2 separate regions of the Mus musculus genome follow, and region 2 is linked to region 1. Evidence: chromatin contacts called from public HiChIP or PLAC-seq data. All regions are on one chromosome and are shown on one strand. Each heading gives the region's core, a stretch centred on a gene start, on an enhancer-like site or on the middle of the called end of the contact. The rest is flanking DNA. Distances are from core to core; before and after follow the strand shown. Region 1 holds the start of Cubn (cubilin (intrinsic factor-cobalamin receptor)). Region 2 holds the start of Trdmt1 (tRNA aspartic acid methyltransferase 1).

What was found. HiChIP or PLAC-seq counts read pairs in DNA pulled down with a chosen protein or histone mark.
Region 2: an H3K27ac HiChIP or PLAC-seq map of extraembryonic endoderm stem cells shows a contact between it and region 1. The contact joins the promoter of Trdmt1 here to the promoter of Cubn in region 1. A contact is called at or near these places in 3 of 39 promoter capture datasets (the 3T3-L1 cell line, liver and macrophages), 12 of 484 Hi-C or Micro-C datasets (the AML12 cell line, CD4 T cells, MC3T3-E1-derived osteoblasts and 8 more), 8 of 115 datasets of contacts at active chromatin or transcription factors (CD8 T cells, bone marrow-derived macrophages, embryonic fibroblasts and 5 more) and 1 of 9 other capture datasets (adipose tissue).

What each region holds. Positions count from the first base shown.
Region 1 is chr2:13,488,638-13,494,449 of GRCm38.p6, reverse strand. It overlaps Cubn (cubilin (intrinsic factor-cobalamin receptor)), which reads left to right and starts at 2,574. Exons shown (of 67, transcript NM_001081084.2): 1 at 2,574-2,749; 2 at 3,140-3,269; 3 at 4,457-4,552; 4 at 5,093-5,131. The coding sequence starts at 2,637.
Region 2 is chr2:13,541,915-13,547,726 of GRCm38.p6, reverse strand. It overlaps Trdmt1 (tRNA aspartic acid methyltransferase 1), which reads left to right and starts at 3,063. Exons shown (of 11, transcript NM_010067.4): 1 at 3,063-3,158. The coding sequence starts at 3,095.

The DNA.
Region 1 (5,812 bases), core at 1,325-3,824:
CCCCTCCCCCCCAACCAGAGCTTGTGTCTCTAGTTGCATATGTAGCAGAGGATGGCCTAGTAGGCTATCAATGGGAGGAGAGGCCCTTGGTCTTGGGAAGATTATACGCCCCAGTACAGCAGAATGCCAGAGCTGGGAGTGGGTTGGGGAGCAGGCTGGGGGGAGGGTATAGGGGACTTTTGGGATAGCATTTGAAATGTAAATGAAGAAAATATCTAATAAAAAAAGAAAGCTAAAAAAATAAAATAAAATTAGTTGCTGAACTTAAAAAAAAATAAAAACATTAAAAAAAAAGAAAATCAAGTTGAAATATACTTTCTTTGGTTGTGTTAGTTCAATTATAGTGGTCAAATAGGACAGGAGTAAAACAGGGTCACATTTTAAATTCTTTTTTTTTTTTTTTTTTTTTTTTCGAGACAGGGTTTCTCTGTGTAGCCCTGGCTGTCCTGGAACTCACTCTGTGGACCAGGCTGGCCTCGAACTCAGAAATCCACCTGCCTCTGCCTCCCAAGTGCTGGGATTAAAGGTGTGCACCACCACTCCCAGCTACAGGGTCACATTTATCCACTGTATCAAACTGAGCAGCTATATTTGAGAAATTTAAATTAATTTAAATTTAAGGTTTTAAAATTTAAATGACAATGCAAATGAGAGAGAGAGAGAGAGAGAGAGAGAGAGAGAGAGAGAGAGAGAGTATCCTAGATCTTTGCACTTTAGGGGACTTCCCAGTGAAGGAGAAGGAGAAATCAGAAAGAAGAAAGTTCAGACATAACGATCAGCATGCAGTCAGAGCTGACTTTTCTCCAGAAACTTCTGGAAGAGGAGCCATCCTCCAGCCAATCCAGGGAGCTGTGGTTCCCTTGAGCTGCTGTTGACTTGCTCAAAGCGTATGTTGAGCCAGGGCTCTGGGATGGGCCTTGGGTGGCTTGCTGGGAGAGAAGCTGGGGTGCTGATATTGGGAGTTACCTGCTGGGCTTCTAGACCCTAGGAATTTCTCTAGGGCTCAGGTAGCCTCTCTCTACTGTGTGCAGCATCTACAGATGGCAGAAATTCGAGACTAACTATAGTTTCAGTGCAAAGGTCATTGGGAAATATATGTAGCCAGCTTTTAATTTTGTGGTCCATAGGCTTGTACTTCTGCCATTGCATCTGCGGCTCATCAGAGCCTTTTGTATTTTCTCTGTGGATCTCTACAAGCATTAAACAGGGAGCCCTCATTCTCCTGCACTGTAGCCTGCAGCAATCACCATTCTCGGTTTCTGTATCAGAGTCAAACTCATCCAGGCACCGTATGTAAGCAGGCTCGTAGATGGTGGTTTTCTTTCACTTTCCTGTATCTACTTTGTAGTGTGTGCTGATTTGTTTTTTTTTTTTTTTTTTTATGGCTGAAAAACATTCTATTGTATATTGGGTGTGGTAGTGTGAACCTGTAATTCTAGGAATCTCTATGCTCTTTTCTATAGTAGCAGTGCCATTTACTGGGTATGGAATTATGTCTCATGGTTTTGATTTAGAGTCACCAGATTAGCAGAGCTGCTAGCCATATGGTCACAAATGTCTGTAAGTCTTTTCTGAGGGTATTTCCACTCTGTTCTTTGGCTTTTTTTTTTTTTTTTTTTTTTGTTGCATACTTTCTTGTTAAATTGTGGGATTTTTTTTTTTTTTTTAAGTTCTGGATGTTAATCTCATTTGGTATATATGTTTTCCAACTACTTCCTTTGCTTCTTTGAGTTACTTTAAAAATACAACTATTTTTTTCTTTGACAGTTTCATATATGTATGTCATATATTTTGATTATATTCATCCCATTGCCTTCTCCTATCCTCTCCCTGCTCTCACTGAGCCCCTTCTTTCAAAAACAAAACAAAACAAAACAAAACAAAACAAAACAAAACAAAACAAAACAAAACAAAAAAGTTCGTACTCTTTTCATGCCTGTGTGCAGGTGTGGCCTCCTGGGCTTCATTAGGGTTGCCTAGGTGAACATGGTGAGGATTATTTACTGGAACTCGGGGCCACTTCCCTGTGGCTCCCCACTGATGTAAGCTGATCCCCTGAAGTTGCCTTTGAATCCTCTTGAATTTTGACACTGACTCCTTCTCCTGGTTTCTTTTTGGTTTTACTGTTCCTACTTTTGTGGTTCAGGGCCGAGAAATGAGTGCAAATCCACGGTCACGACTTCTTCCCCATTTCTTCTTAAATTTGGGGCTCCGAAGAACACTTAGCAGTAACCTTTATGCACAGTATGAGATAAAGAAATCACTTCTTTTGCAGAAATTCTATTTCTCCAGCACTATTTACCAAAAGCTGAGAGCCTCCTAAGCAAGGATTCCTTCAGTGGATGATTCCGGAGCCGCTGGTTACTGTTTCAAAGGTTAAGCAAATAATGATTAAGTTGTGCATAACTTAAGGTAGATTTTGACCCCTCACAAGTTGAACAGTACTAGAGATCTAAGATCATTGACATTCTTCAGGAAGGAGCAAAATAACTTAAGCCTTCTTGGAAAGACTGGAAAGTTAAAGAATATTTTGCTGATCAAAGAGCAACTGGCTGCAAGCAGCCCTCAAATTCTGGACTCAGCTGGCCAGAGTGGTCTCCCTCTTGCCGGCGAGGTGAGCGGGGGAGCTGCGGAGCATGGCCTCACATTTTCTCTGGGGTTTTGTTACTTTATTGATGGTACCCGGATTAGACGGTGAAACTGGAACACCAGAGCAGAAGCTACAGAAAAGAATTGCTGATCTCCACCAGTAAGTATAAGCGTGGCTTATTTCTGCTAAGGGACTGGAGTCTATCCTTGCTGTCCGTAACAAATAACACGAGAAGTCAAAGTTTCTCAAGGAAAGTAGCGATGTTAAAAAGCCCCTGGGGAGAAGATTTGGGCTGGTATAAAGAACTGTTTTCTGATTTACAAATGGTCTTTGTTCACTTGTGAGTGAGTCACATCTGCGATTCCTGGGAAATATATCATTAAGAAATTCTCAGAGAAATAATGATAGATGAATAGAGACGGTTTGGTTGGATTGAGTGTGAAATGAGGATATGTATAGCAAGTCTATCATTATTCCGCAAGAAACTTGGTTTAAAATTTAAAACTCTATGTGCTAATTACTGATGAATTCTCTGCTCAAATTGTATAGGCCTCGGATGACTACGGAGGAGGGAAACTTAGTGTTTCTTACAAGCTCTGCCCAAAACATTGAATTTAGAACTGGTTCCCTGGGGAAAATCAAATTAAATGATGATGACCTTGGCGAATGTTTACACCAGGTAATGCACTGGGAAAACACAGCTCTTGCTTTGTTAATCAATATATACTAGCTTAAATTGACCAGCTCAATATTAGTCAGCACCTTGAATCCTGAGCACAGAAAACACAACCATAAGATCAGGTCTTAAAAAGAAGCCTTATGCTGGAGAGATGGCTCAGTGGTTAAGAGCACTGACTGCTCTTCCGGAGGTCCTGAGTTCAAATCCCAGCAGCCACATGGTGGCTCACAACCATCTGTAATGAGAAAAAGAAGCCTTATAAAGACTTCATGGTGAGGAGAGAGGGGTCAATGCCAGAAGAGGAGGCTCATTGCTTAGGGACAGATTTCACCATTCAGAGAAGAGCCAGAAAGTCAGAGCTCCTCTACCAGAGAGGAAGTAAGGAGGGGACCAGAGCAGGCACAGATGCGTTCTATAGGGAGGGAAGATGAGTTCTGCATAGAAGGAATAAAGGGGAAATAGAGCAGGCACAGATGTGTTCTGTGCAGTGTGTGTGGGGCAATAAGGAGGGGACCAGAGCAGGCACAGATGTGTTCTGCAGGGAGGGAAAAGGGAGAACCAGAGCAGGCACAGATGTGTTCTGTGCATTGTGTGGGGCAATAAGGAGGGGACCAGAGCAGGCACAGATGTGTTCTGCAGCACTATTGCCACAGCAGAGTAGTCAGTTACTCTAATACTTTATTGAACGCTTTCCATACTCAGCATTAATAACATCACATGCTGCGGCTGGGTCATGCACTTGTGTGTTATATTGCTTGACTCTCAGGACTCCCCCATGAAAGTGTTGATTATTATTCCACTTATGAGTTACAAAGTGGGCAAATATTTAATGTCCAAAAATAGACAATAAGTAATTGGGGCAAGATTTAAAATTCAAAAGGTCTCATTCAAAAGCATACATTTTTGTGTTACTAGGGGTTGAATGGAGAAAGTTTTAAATTATATCGTAGTCAAGCTCTCTCTCATTGAGCTATAGCCCAAGACTACCACACTTCTTAATATGCACTCTAAAACGTTATTACATTATGGGAAAATACATATACAAAAGTCATTGTAGCTCTAGAAGAGTCAACTGAGCTTTGCCACATGTTTTGAATTTATAATAATGAAGCTTTAGTGCTTGCTCCTGTAAGATGGAAATATTTTTCCATATTGTTATTCTTTTCTTTTTCTTTTTAAAATATTAGATCCAGAGAAACAAAGATGATATTATAGATTTAAAAAGGAATACAACTGGTCTTCCTCAAAATATACTTAGTCAAGTCCACCAACTTAACTCGAAGGTAAGGTCGACATATGCATTGCGCTCATGGTAAGAGCCATGAGTTCTTGTCAATCCAACTTTGTACGTAGTGAGCTCTTTTGTCGTTAGCTGTTTATCGTTACATTGTGAACTTTGGGGTCAAGTGGCATAGCTGTAATGGAGGCTAGGGAGTGGTAGTGGCAGAAGGCAGTAAGCACTACGGCAAGGCTTTGTTCAAGTTCTGATAGCATCTCCCTTGCCCAAGGCTTGGCTTTGTTCAAGTCTTGATAGCATCTTCCTTGCGAACCAAGGGGGGGTTATCACTGTCTTTGTGCTGTAATCTCCTTGTGAAGGAAACAGAGAGTCAGCTTATCAGTGGGCTGAACTTCTTTTTAAAAGACCTTTAAAAATTTACAGGTAGAAAGAAACCCCAGAAGGGAAGGGAATAAGGAGGGGGAAAATAATGAATGAAAACCAACCAAGCAAAATGAGTCCCTAAAAGAGCAGCATAGCAATGGGTAACATCACGTGACAGTCTCTGCGCTCGGTAATTGGTGCATTTTCTTCCCCGCTGCTACAGCTCGTGGATCTTGAGAGAGATTTTCAAAGCTTACAGCAGGTAAGTTCTACGGATGGATAGTCACCGAAAATATGTAAGCAACATTTCTAAGGTAAATATGGCTGTTGTTCCTCTGTAAACCTAGTACTCAGGAGACCGAACCAGGAGTATTGAGAGTTTGAATCCAGCTTACCGTACGTAGCAAGTTACAGACCACCTTGATATACATAGTATGAATTAACCTAAAATAATAATAATAATAAATAGTAGTAGTAATATAAATGAATCAATAGTTTCATTTTAAGCGGTCAATCAATACCAAGGACTTGATTTTCCATTGTTTGATTCCTGCTCCTGCCTCCGTCCCTAGGATGTACGAGAAAACCCAGGGCAGTATGCCACCCTAAGGTCACTAAGAATGTAGGATCTTCTACACCTGAGTTCACAGCCCTCAAGCCCCACCCCTTACTGTCTCCTTTAGCCATCCTGCTGTGGCTTTACTTGTGTATGTTTGGTCAGCTAGTGATCCCCCAGCTGGCATCAATAACTGAGTCTCAGAAAACCACATAGCCTCTCCTCGCTGAGCTCAGAATACTGGGGCTGTACAGTGTTCTCGGCTCCTTAAAACTGCACTGGCTGGCAGTTCAGCTTAAAACACTCCCCAGAGCAAATACACTCTAACCTTGCTATGTGTAGGCAAGACTGTGTTCATTTATGCTTTTCACCTTCCTTGTGGGCAAA
Region 2 (5,812 bases), core at 1,814-4,313, 53 kb before region 1:
TTATAGCTGAACAAATTCTAGATCAGCAATTCTCAGCCTGCAGATCAGGACTCCTTTGGGGGGTTGTATAGCAGATATTTACATCACAATTCACAACAATAGTAAAATCACAGTGATGAAGTAGCAAGAAACTAATTTTATGGTTGGGGGTAACTACAACATGAGATACTGTATTACAGCGTCCCAGCATTAGGAAGGTAGAGGACCACTGTTCTAGATTTATTTAATATATTGATTGTTGAGTATATATACAAATATCTGAGACTGTGTAGTTTCCTATTTATAGTTTTACATTTTACTATGAATATATATTGATAATATTAATATTGCATAATTAGTGCTAGAAAAACTTTTCATTAAATATATTAGTGTGTATGTAGTTTCTATAAGCTGGGTTGGCTAAATATTCTATTTTCCTAAGACATTTAAAAAGCTTTCTGTCAGATTTTGCTGAAGGGACCCTGTTATAGCTGTCTTGAATGAGGCTATGCCAGTGCCTGGCAAATACAGAAGTGGATGATAACAGTCATCTATAAGATGGAACACAGCGTCCCCAATGGAGAAGCTAGAGAAAGCACCCAAGGAGCTGAAGGGGTCTGCAACCCTATAGGTGGAACAATAACATGAACTAAACAGTACCCCCAGAGCTTGTATCTCTAGCTGCATATGTAGCAGAAGATGGCCTAGTCGGCCATCACTGGGAAGAGAGGCCCCTTGGTATTGCAAACTTTATATGCCCCAGTACAGGGAAATGCCAGGGCCAAGAATCAGGAGTGGGTGGGTAGGGGAGCAGGGCGGAGGGAGGGTATAGGGAACTTTTGGGATAGCATTTGAAATGTATAGAAAATATCTAATAATATATATATATAAAGTTTTCTGTCTAGACGTTTCAGTTCGAATGTGGGGCTAAATCAGAGACTACTCTATCAAATACTAACCCAAGGATGGTTTGTTGGGACTGCGAAACACTCAGTAACCATTTCTTCCCTCTTCCTCTTCATGACGAGGAAAACAGGTTATCTCAAAGTCACACAACCAGTTACTAAAGGCTAAATTCTAGTTTTGAACCGTCCTTCTACCATACAACATCCTTTCTTACCAAAATAAGTGACTAACGAGTGCAGAAAACATAAAGGACAATGTATATTGGCCTTTAAAAAATTGGGCCTTAAGTCCAATTGATATTGGTTGGCTATTTTCACAGGGTTTAGGCCACCATTGTACTAACATAACTTTCAGAGAGAACAGCAGTGTATATCAAAGGGTCTGTGACTAGGATGGTGTTTACATTTCTCCTTTGGTAGCTAGCATGCAGAGTAACTTCCTAGACCAAAGAGGTTAGCATGCTGAGGCTTTATGTAGGAACCAACTTAACTTCTTCATGTTCAATGAGTTGTGCAGGTATTGTCTTCAGCAATTCGGACTTGCTGTTGGTTTGTGGAGAGCAACTTATAGTTTTAGCAACAGCTTGGGTTGTTTGAGAGTTTGAGAGTCAGTGACTTGTTCAGTCATCCTCAGAGAAAGCTTTCACCTGTAGCAGATGGGAATAAAAACAGCGACACAGAGCCAGACATTCTGTAGAGAGCACTGGAATGCTCAGTCATAAATGGTATGTCTCCATCAAATCCCTTCCCTAAGGGCTCAGGGAACCCCATGGAGGAGGAGATGGGAAGAGTGTAAGAGCCAGAGGGAATGGAGGACAACCAAGAAACGAAGGCCCTTTAAATCAATGTGATCAACACATATTGAACTCAAAAAGACTGAGGCAGCATGCACAGGCCTGCACCGTGTGGGGCCCTAGAGCTGCAAGGAGAACTGGGCACATCCCATCCCTAATTCAGAACAATATCTGGTTGATAACCTCCTGCAAATGAAGATTTGTTTTCCTCCAAGGGAATCTCACTGGGGAAACAAACTACTCTTAAGAGTAGGCCGTGGGCCCAGCAGTTGATGGCCAACAGGAAATGAACTCAATAGCATCATTGGAGAGTCTTTGTCTTATAATGTTGTGCCAGGGCTCCTCCTCCTTCAATTTTTAACTTATGTTTTATTTTATTTTATTTTATTTTATTTTATTTTATTTTATTTTATTTATATATTTTCTTCTCTCTTTTTACCCTACTGCTCTTTGCATTTATTATTATGGTTTCCAGTTAAGTGTTTTTATGAGTGTGCAAATGGGTTTTCCATTTCTTGGGCCTTTTCTTGTCTCCCGTCGCCCCCCCCCGCCCCCCCCCCCCCGTTTGCTTTGCTCAATACCGATGTGTTAGTTTTTGTTGTCTTGTTTTATTTCATTGTTATAGAAGCCCATTTGTTTTCTAATGAGAGACAGAAACTGGGTGGATCTTGATGGGGTGGGGAGGAGCTAGGGGTACTTCAGTAAAGGAGGAGGAATTGCAATCAGGATATATTATGTGAAGAAGAAAATCTGTTTTCAATAAAAAGAAACAGCATGTGTCGGGGTAAATAGGATGAGTCCTATTTTCATTTATAGCAGGCATCCTCCCTATTATGAATGGGCTCAGAGGGATCGGCTTTAAGTACTTGTAATTCTGGAGCTTTCTTTAGGAAAGAGCCTGGTAGGACTTAACTTCTTACTCTCGCACAGGCACACCAGAGAGCATATAGATATGTGCCCAAGATTCCTCAAAGAATTGCTTGATCAGGTCAGACTTTAAAAGAACAAAAGGAACCTGCAGTTAAAAACAAACAAACAAAAAAACCAAAACCAAACAAACAAAAAGACTGTGTTCTAATCAGTAATTTACTTCAAAGCCAAGGGTGGTTTCAGCTCTCTACTCAAGGCCTCAGAAAACACAAAACAAGGAGGAAAAAGCACAAATCAGGCTAAGGAGCGGCAGTCTCTCACTTGGGAGGCCTTATTAATAGTTTGTCTGTCCTTTGTCCCCTTCCTAGCCCTGCTAGCCCCCGGGCTCCAAACTGTGATCTTAATCTGCAGCTAGAGGAACAGGGGGTTGGGGGAACTGAAAAGCCGCGGAACCAGAAGCGAAGGGAACGGAGCGGACATGGGGGAGTAAGAGACGCAGAGAACCGGTAGGCCTAGTTTCCAGGCCGCGGTCGCGGTTGCGAGAGGATGGAACCTCTGCGTGTCCTGGAGCTGTACAGTGGCATTGGTGGCATGCACCACGCGCTGCGAGGTGAGCGGACAGACAGCTTCTCTTGGATTCACTTGGGGCCGCAGGTTCCGGCTCTCGCGCCGCGGAGGGGCGGGGCGGCGGGGCGGTGGGGCGGGACCTGGTGCGGTCGACCTCGGTTGCCCTGGAAACCACTTTAGTGAGCCTCCCTGGTCCGCCCCTCCAGGCTGAGACTCCCCTACTCTGGCCCCAATCCTTGGAGCCTAAGCAGGCCGGCTCCCCATGGTACTGTTTGTGAGGCTGCATTCGTGTGCAGCCAAATGAACCTAAGTTGCTTCAGACAAAGTTAAGGCAAGGGCGAGCCCTTTGCCCAAAGCCAAGATCCAAATTCTAGACTGGCTGTCACTGGGCTTGGAGGAAGTCACGAAAGCGGGCGGGGGTGGGTTGGAGCAGGGGGATAACTGCAGTTCAAGATAGAAATGTACAAGTATTAGTGTGAAGGGGGAGAATTAAAAACAGTAATGTGCTTGACACACTGTAGCAGCTTAGAAATTAGTTTGCTGTCACTTAGGTTTGGAAGCTTCGTAATTTCTTTGGTCTCTACCCACTTTTGTGATAACTCAGAAATATTTACTTGGTGAACTCCATTGACCAGTACTGTATTTTAGGCACTTGGGATATGAAGTGACAGTGGGTGTGCGGGCGCGTGTTTGTGTGTGTGTGTGTGTGTCTGTGCACATGTGCAAGCACGTCTGTCCTGAAGTTGCTAAGACTAAGACAAATGCAAAAAGGAAACTTTGCTTCTCTTTTTATTAACTAGAGTAACAAGAAGCTAAGTGGAGCAAGATTTTTGTATTCCTTCACTCTTGAAAGTCCCTAAGTTCTAGCCTTTACTTTTACTTTTGCTTCTGTTGCCTCTCAGAGATTGCAAATTCAAACTTTTCTACGATAGCTTTTTTTTTTTTTTTAACCTGCCTTATGTTAGTTAATATATGACCTGTTAAGAAATACTTTCCCTGTTATCCAAAGTAACTTTCTGGTTACCGAAAGCTCCCTACATCTTCGGTTTGAGGTTTGCTTATAGAAGAGGTCTTAATCATATTAATTAATAACAATTAATATTTAATTATTAATCTTTTTTAGTGTTTGTATGTTAGATAAACTTTGGTTTTAAATTTATCTGTAAGGAAGTAGTACATCCTGGTGTTTTTCTTTATTTATGCAGCTAATAAAGATTAATAACAGTGACAGCTGGCTTTACCTTTTATTAAGGGCATCTACATGTCAGGACCTGTTCTGAGTCTGTAATAAGCTAGCTTGGTGGTAGAGCCAGAAGCCTAACCTAGATCTGTCTAGCAGATCTCTTAGCCACACTTCGTTACTACCATTGGTCCCATTCACTAACTTAGATGAAGAGCAGTAGTAAGAATATTGGCTGCTAATTTGTCCACTTCTAGATAATATTTGCAATGGAATATTTTATTGTTGTAAATGTGTGTATACACATATATACACACTATAAAATGTGTCATTTTGTGTTTCAGTGTACAGTTAATCAACAGCAAGTGTGCTTACGAAGTCATACAATTGTAAACATTATTAGTTTTCAAACATTTTCATCATCACAGACAGAAGCATTGCACCCACTTAAAAATATTTTAGCGCCTCTCTTCCTGAAGATATTAAAGCCTCTATTCTACTTTGGTCTTATCTCTTCTAGGTACCTCATAAGTAGAATAATCTGTTCTTTGATGTCTAGCTTAACAATTTACACAATGTTTACAAAGTTCATCTGTGCTGTAGAATGTGTCAATGCCTCATTCCTTTTTATGGCTGAATAATATATTGCTGTATAGATAACAGTATTGTCTATTTATTCATTGTTACTAGATAAAGATTTTCAACCTGCTTGCTATTGTGAATAATCTCTCTCTGAATATTGGCCTATAAGTATCTGTTTGGATTCTTGCTTTGTATTCTCTTGGGTATATGCTTAAGAATGGGCAAACTCTGAGAGTGCAGAGATGGCTCAGCTGTAAGGAGCACTGGCTGCTCTTCCAGAGTCCTGAGTTCAATTCCCAGCAACCACATGGTGGCTCACAACCATCTGTAATGGCATCTGATGCCCTCTTCTGGTGTGTCTGAAAACAGTAATAGTGTACTCATATACATAAAGTAAGAAAATAAATCATAAAAAATGGTCAAACTCCAAACATTTTCTGTTTCATTATCTTCTATAAAATGAGGACACAATAATATATCAAAAGGGAGTGGTAAGAGTATGCATTACAAAAAAACCAAAACCAAACAAACAAAAAAAAGCTGGGCGGTGGTGGCACAAGCTTTTAATCCCAGTACTCGGGAGGCAGAGGCAGGCGGATTTCTGAGTTCGAGGCCAGCCTGGTCTACAGAGTGAGTTCCAGGACAGCCAGAGCTACACAGAGAAACCCTGTCTCAAAAAAACGAAACAAAAAAAGAGTATGCATTAAATTAAATTAAAAAATATTTATAGGTCCAGGAGTGGGCCAGAGCACTTGTTCTTTAAGTCAGAGGGCATGGACCTGAATTTAAACCCAAGCACACATGTCAGACTCTAGGCATAGTTACATGTACTGCAGTTTAAACCCAAGGACCCATGTAAGACTCTAGGCATAGTTACATGTACTGCAGTTTAAACCCAAGCACCCATGTAAGACTCTAGACATAGTTACATGTAC